Linked DNA regions of Gossypium arboreum: region 1 is linked to region 2. The links are chromatin contacts, called in public Hi-C maps. All regions are on one chromosome and are shown on one strand. Each heading gives the region's core, a stretch centred on a gene start, on an enhancer-like site or on the middle of the called end of the contact. The rest is flanking DNA. Distances are from core to core; before and after follow the strand shown. Region 1 holds the start of LOC108454839. Region 2 holds the start of LOC108455408.

The links. Hi-C and Micro-C count contacts between places; a contact is called where the count stands out from the background.
Region 1: a contact with region 2 is called in a Hi-C map of leaf, with 2.1 times the contacts expected there. The contact joins the promoter of LOC108454839 here to the promoter of LOC108455408 in region 2. A contact is called at or near these places in 2 of 5 Hi-C or Micro-C datasets (both in leaf).

Annotation. Positions count from the first base shown.
Region 1 is chr3:91,967,624-91,970,805 of ASM2569848v2, forward strand. It overlaps LOC108454839, which reads left to right and starts at 1,419. Exons shown (of 9, transcript XM_017753436.2): 1 at 1,419-1,589; 2 at 1,760-1,831; 3 at 1,903-1,977; 4 at 2,515-2,595; 5 at 3,167-3,182. The coding sequence starts at 1,434.
Region 2 is chr3:91,823,018-91,825,908 of ASM2569848v2, forward strand. It overlaps LOC108455408, which reads left to right and starts at 1,519. Exons shown (of 4, transcript XM_017753965.1): 1 at 1,519-1,772; 2 at 1,929-2,025; 3 at 2,514-2,726. The coding sequence starts at 1,519.

The DNA.
Region 1 (3,182 bases), core at 169-2,668, 140 kb after region 2:
ATACATCATATTGTCATGTAGCATTATTTTTTTTTCAGTAGAAAAGTGTAGCATCATGTAGCATTAATTTCGTTCATCTAGTCATCGTAGTTTTCATCATATAGCATGAATTAATTCTCTTAAACATTCATAGCATTTCAACAATCATCATACCACAAATATATTTAACATTCATGAGACAAGCAACATTTTTACTTTATTCAAATTTACTACCCAATCGTTATCATTTTAGTCCCTCGATGTTCTAGCTTCGTCTCGAGTAATTTGTCTTGGAAGCTCACGGCAATGGTGAAGCAAACCCTTGAAATTTTCTGTTCTTTTCTTTTCCCTTACGCATGTACGACAATGTGAAGAAGATGATGATAAAATTTTTGTTTCTGTTTCCCACTAACATGGTATATATATAAGTCACTAAAATCCTAATTAAGCTTAATTAAGCTTAATTAATCATTTATGAATGGCCATGATTCATGCTCATCTCACTTAGTGGAGATTGATGGCAAAGATGAAACTTAGTCTTTAATCACACTTTCAAAATGGCCATATTACATTTAAGACCTTGATTAAATTGCTACATAAGACCTCTTGCATTTCCTAAATCGATTCTCACTAATGATGACACTTGTGCAATTTAATCCATGTACTATAATTAATGACTTACTTGATTTAAATACTCATTAAATCCATATTATGGATTCATACTTAATGCATAAATTCTTTGATTTATATTCTCACTATTTCAATTTACAAAATTCGATTTCAAAAATTGTATTTTTCATCAACGGCTAAAACTAGATCTTTCATAACTTACTTTGCAAATAAAATGGGTTTTTTGGTAATTTCTTAAATGGGTTGGGATTTGAGTTGAGGCTCGGTTGATGGATAACAACTCAGTAAAGAGTTTATAAATTGTATAGATGCAATGTAATACATAGATTTTGATTTGACGAAAATTATATACATTAACTTTCGATTTTAGTACAATTGTACATATTTAAAAAAGAAATGCATCAATTTGTTTTCATATTAGATAAATATAATCTTTGTTGGATAGTATATGTAAATATAAAATGATGCTACATCAATAACAATATTAGTAATATGTGAAAATTAAATTAAATAAAAAATTTATATGTAGAATTACATAAAATCAAAATTATTGTAATAGCATTAGAGCAAAATTTATGACTAATTTTAATATTTTAAAAGATGACTACCAAGAAAAATAAAATAACGAATTAAATTTGAAGAAAAATTTAAATTGTTGACAAACAGTAACTGAAGACAGATTACACCCAAAAAATAAACAAAGAACACATTTACAAATCATGGCAAAATCAATTTTTACAGTCAATTCACGAGTATTGACAATTCTAGGCTTGGGCTTTCACGTTAGAATAAATTTTATGGAGCATTGGCGGGCTTAGTGGTCCATGGGGCTTGGAACCAGGGCCCTATTTCGGTCCGCACCATCTCAGACTCGGTCTTTTTTCTTCGTTAACTCACTGTTGCTCCCTAAATACTCGCTGATCAGTAGAGCTCCGCTTTTTGCAAAGACAAAAATGGAAGACAAAACTTCTCAGTTCAAGGTACGCCAAAACTAGTCACTTACTTGACAGCATCTTTGTTTCTATTTGCTTGTCTTCAAAACAGATTTATATCAACAATTTAAAAATAAAAATAAAAGGAAAACCCCCGAATATTAGCTTTCCAAAAACTCTGTTGAAAGTTTAACTGATTGATAGTTGTTTCACTGCAGATAATATTGGGGTCATCTTCCTTACCTCGTCGTAAAATATTAGCTGAAATGGGATATGAATTCACACTCATGGTAATTTTCATTTCTTCTGGAAATTTTAATATATTAGGGAAAAAAAGTTTAATTTTTTGTTATTTTTGCAGAGTGCAGACATTGACGAGAAAGGTATCAGAAAGGAGAAGCCAGAGGAGTTGGTCATGGCCCTTGCTGAAGCAAAGGTTTTCCTCTTCTTTTACTTAATCTTGCTGTGTTCATTTGGAATGATTGTTTTGATTGACTGAAAAATTTTAGAGCCTAGAATCGATGTATTTATTGGCTTGCTTTGAGCCGTGTTTCATCTTTTCTTCTTCTTTATTGTGCTTCTGGGTGTTTTATTGTAAATTGGAGGGAAATTTTCGAGTTTCTTTTATCAATTCCACTGTAATAAAACTGCAAAGTGCTATTTAGGGCTCCAGTATCATGTTGTTATTGCAACTTAAGTCTAATAGGATGCTTAGTTTGAATCATATTTCTCTTGGTGAAATTCTGGTTTTGATCCGTGTTAGATGTATTACAAAATAATTAGGGGACTGAGACCGATCAAGTTTGCGACAGCATACTCTTTCAAACTGTAGCCTTTGTACATTCCCTTTCAGATCATTAAATTTACATGCATAATCTTTCTTATTCATTGTTGCCACTGCTTCTGTTGCCTGCTGCATGGTATTGTGTTCGTATATTCTGTTGCTTCGGCTTAGCTGAATGAATTTTTTCAGGCAGACGCAATCTTACATAGGCTCCCTGTCGGTGATTATGTAAAGGAAGCTGAGCCAACATTACTAATTTCTTCTGATCAAGTAAATATCTATTCTTGGACATGCTTTAGAGTTTCTGAAATGTTTAATTATGTTGTAGTCTTTGTTGCATGTGTCAAAATTTTGAATAATGCTTCTTTAATTGCGAAAATCTATTTTATTTCTGTTATAAATGTTATTTGGCTCTTTGGAGGAAATTTCATTTTTAAACCATATATAGGTAAATAAATTTCTATCTTAAACCTTTTTAACAGGTTCTTATAATGTAATGCTTCCTTAAATAGATGTTACAATGGATTTGTTCCTTTTCATGATTAATGTGAAGTCTTTTGACTGTAAATTTTCAATACTTATAAGAGGCTAATGTCTCACAAATAGTCAGATTTACTATTTCCTCATGCTAGAAGTGCTGTAAGATATCCACCACTATCTTGTAGGCTTATCTTGCAAATGTTTGTTTTTTTGCCTAAATGCATTTGTACGATGTATCATCTCATAGATGGAAATTGGTGATAATCCATGCTTGTAAGCGTAGGCACATTTAATAATATTTTCATGTTGTACGAAACATTTTTACTTTTATACCTCACTGTTATTGTTAAATGTTCTGGAGGTGGTGGTCTATGAAG
Region 2 (2,891 bases), core at 269-2,768:
GATATTTTAGTGAAAGTAAAGAGTTAAGTTTAGTTTAAAGTGAAATTTGTGTGAAAATATAGAACTAATTGTAAAGAAATAAAGTTAGTCTTGGTTTAGGGACTAAATTGAAAATTAGACAAATATTAAGTCAAAATTGAAATACTCAATATGAAATTTAATTGTGTTATATTGATGAATTTTAATTGTTTTAATTCTGTGGCTAACGTCGTACTGGAATCATCAACTAAAAAGTAGAAAGATAAAGTCGACATCGAATAGCTCAGAATTCCTAATTTGTATTTCTATAATCCGAACCTAGTTGTTAATTGTTATTGTTATATTTTAAATTAATGTATATGGTAAGTGGTTAAGGAGAGTATGTGGACTTTGATTATTGAATTGATTTAAAGTTGATTGAATTGGATTGAATTGATATATATATATATATATATATGTGCAAATATGATATTGGATATTTTTTGAATTTGGAAAGTGAATTGGAACCATATTAACTGTATCGGGCTGAGTCGGGTATAAATGGCATGCCATAGGATTGGAAGAGTTTAGGGATTTCTTCGACTTCGAGTCGATGAGGCACTGGGTGCCAATTTACTTCGGTTTAACCAGTGAGACACTAGGTGTCAAATTTATATAGCGTTGGGCGCAGTTATTACTTCAGATTTATCCGATGAGGCACTGGGTGCCAAACTGGTGTGTTGGTTGGATCTGTGTATCCGTTTGAGTCCGAGTCGTGTTAATAGGGGTAATTAAATAAAACGGTACTATGATTGATATTGGATGATATTGTATGTGAATTGAAATTGGAATAATGTTTTGAAACATGAAAATGAGACACATGAATTATGTATTAATGAATTGGATATTGTTTTTTTTAAATGATATGTGGATCAAATTGTGAAAAGTTATTATATAGCAAGTGATGAGAGTATGGTATAAAATGATGTATTTATAATTTGAGTATTGAATGGTTAATGTTATTATATAAATAAATGTGGATTTTAAATATTCAATTGTGCCTATTATATTATTTTATCTTTAAATATTCGGATTATAGAAATACCATTGAGTTTTTACTCAGTGGCGTTTTGTTTTCCGTGCGTAGATTAGGTACTTAACTTTTGATTGCCGATTTAGTATCCAACAACGATCCCGAACTCAAATGTGGTGATGTTTATACTTTGTGTTGGCATGTACCTAAGGTGTCTAATTAATAGTTATTTTCTAGTTGATTGTAAATGAGGTTATATGTTTAATAATGATTTGGTATATACATCTTAATATGTGTTTGTGTTTGAAGTTATATCATGGCATGTTAAATTGATGTCTAAGAGTTCATAAACTAGGCAAAATGAATTAGATTAGGTATGTTTATAATTTGGACTTGAATAATGCTTTGATGATATGTTTTGATGATACGAAATGTTTGAAATTTATGTCTGTTTGATCGGTAAACTCTGGTAATACTTCGTAACCCGGTTCCGGTGAGAGATATGGGTTGGCAGTGTTACAGTTCACATGACGGATATTGAGAATGGGTACTTCCTGGTCAAATTTCAAAACAAGCTGGATTGCGAGAGGGCTCTTTCTGATGGTCCTTGGACCATATTTGGTCAATATTTGATTGTACAACCTTGGTCGATGGCTTTTGACCCTTCACAGGCTTATCCAATTGTGTTGATGGCATGGGTCAGATTTCTTGGCTTACTTGGATATTTGTATAAACATAAAATTCTTGCAGACATAGGGGAAACAGTTGGAAAGGTGGTCAAGTTAGATATGAATATCGTCAGTAGGGCGAGGGGACGCTTTACGAGAATGGCAGTTTATATTAATTTGGAAAAACCTTTGGTTTCTAAAATTTTAATTAATGGACGATCACAAAAGGTGGAGTATGAATCTTTACCTACAATTTGCTTTCATTGTAGGAGGTATGGTCATGTGAAAAGGATTTGTACGTTTAAGAACGCTGGTCCACTGTTGAAAAGGAAACTAATTCGTATGAAATGTCACCGGAAAAGCAAAGTATGCTCGTGGATGGATTGGTGAAGAAGGACAAGAATTACGGGCTGTGGATGATTGTTGAAAGAAAACCAAGGCGAAAATTTAGGGATAATGTGCAGAAATTTAAGGATAATGAAAGGGGGAAGGAAGGGTCTCGATTTAGAGCCCGAATAATAGGGATTTGAATCAAGAATGCAGTAATTGGGATTTGGATGGTTCTCGACGAGCTATAGGGAAGGAAATCAGTTTAGGAAGGAATTTGGTTCTTACTTTAACGGTCAAATGGAATTGAATAAAAAAATAAAGGAAAGCTTAAGGAAGTGAGCTATAAAACTAGCCTAAGCCCGATCATAAAAGAGAATTTGAATATTGGGCTAAAGTGTTGGGTCCGGTTAGGGGATTAATAAAAAACATGCAGTTGTTTAACCTTCTAAAGAGGTGCTTAACGGTGTCGGCCTAGGGGACACTTTGACTTTTCAAGCCCGAGGTATGTTAGATCCCAAGTGCAGGGGCCAGTGGTCCAGCAAAGTTTTGCTGTTCCTGGCAGTAGTAGTCAAACCCCAGCGACGACGACAATGCAGAATGGTTCCGACGTCGAGATGACTCTTCAAATCGAAAGCGGATCTTCAACTTGTTTCTCAGTTCTGACCTCTGACGAGCGTGAAAGGGAAGAAGTGGCGGTGGAAGTGGGAATTCTTGACTCCGGTAAACACTCAGCAGTGGTCTTTACTGAAAATAAAAATGATAATAATAAAAGCATTTTTCCTTCTTCAAAAAATGCTTTGACCCTGAATCAGGGGGTGGTTACAGGTTCGGCAAAAGGGATAAAAAACAGAGGCAGAGTTATTATAAAAAAAACTCAACAAAATTCAACATGACAATAATAC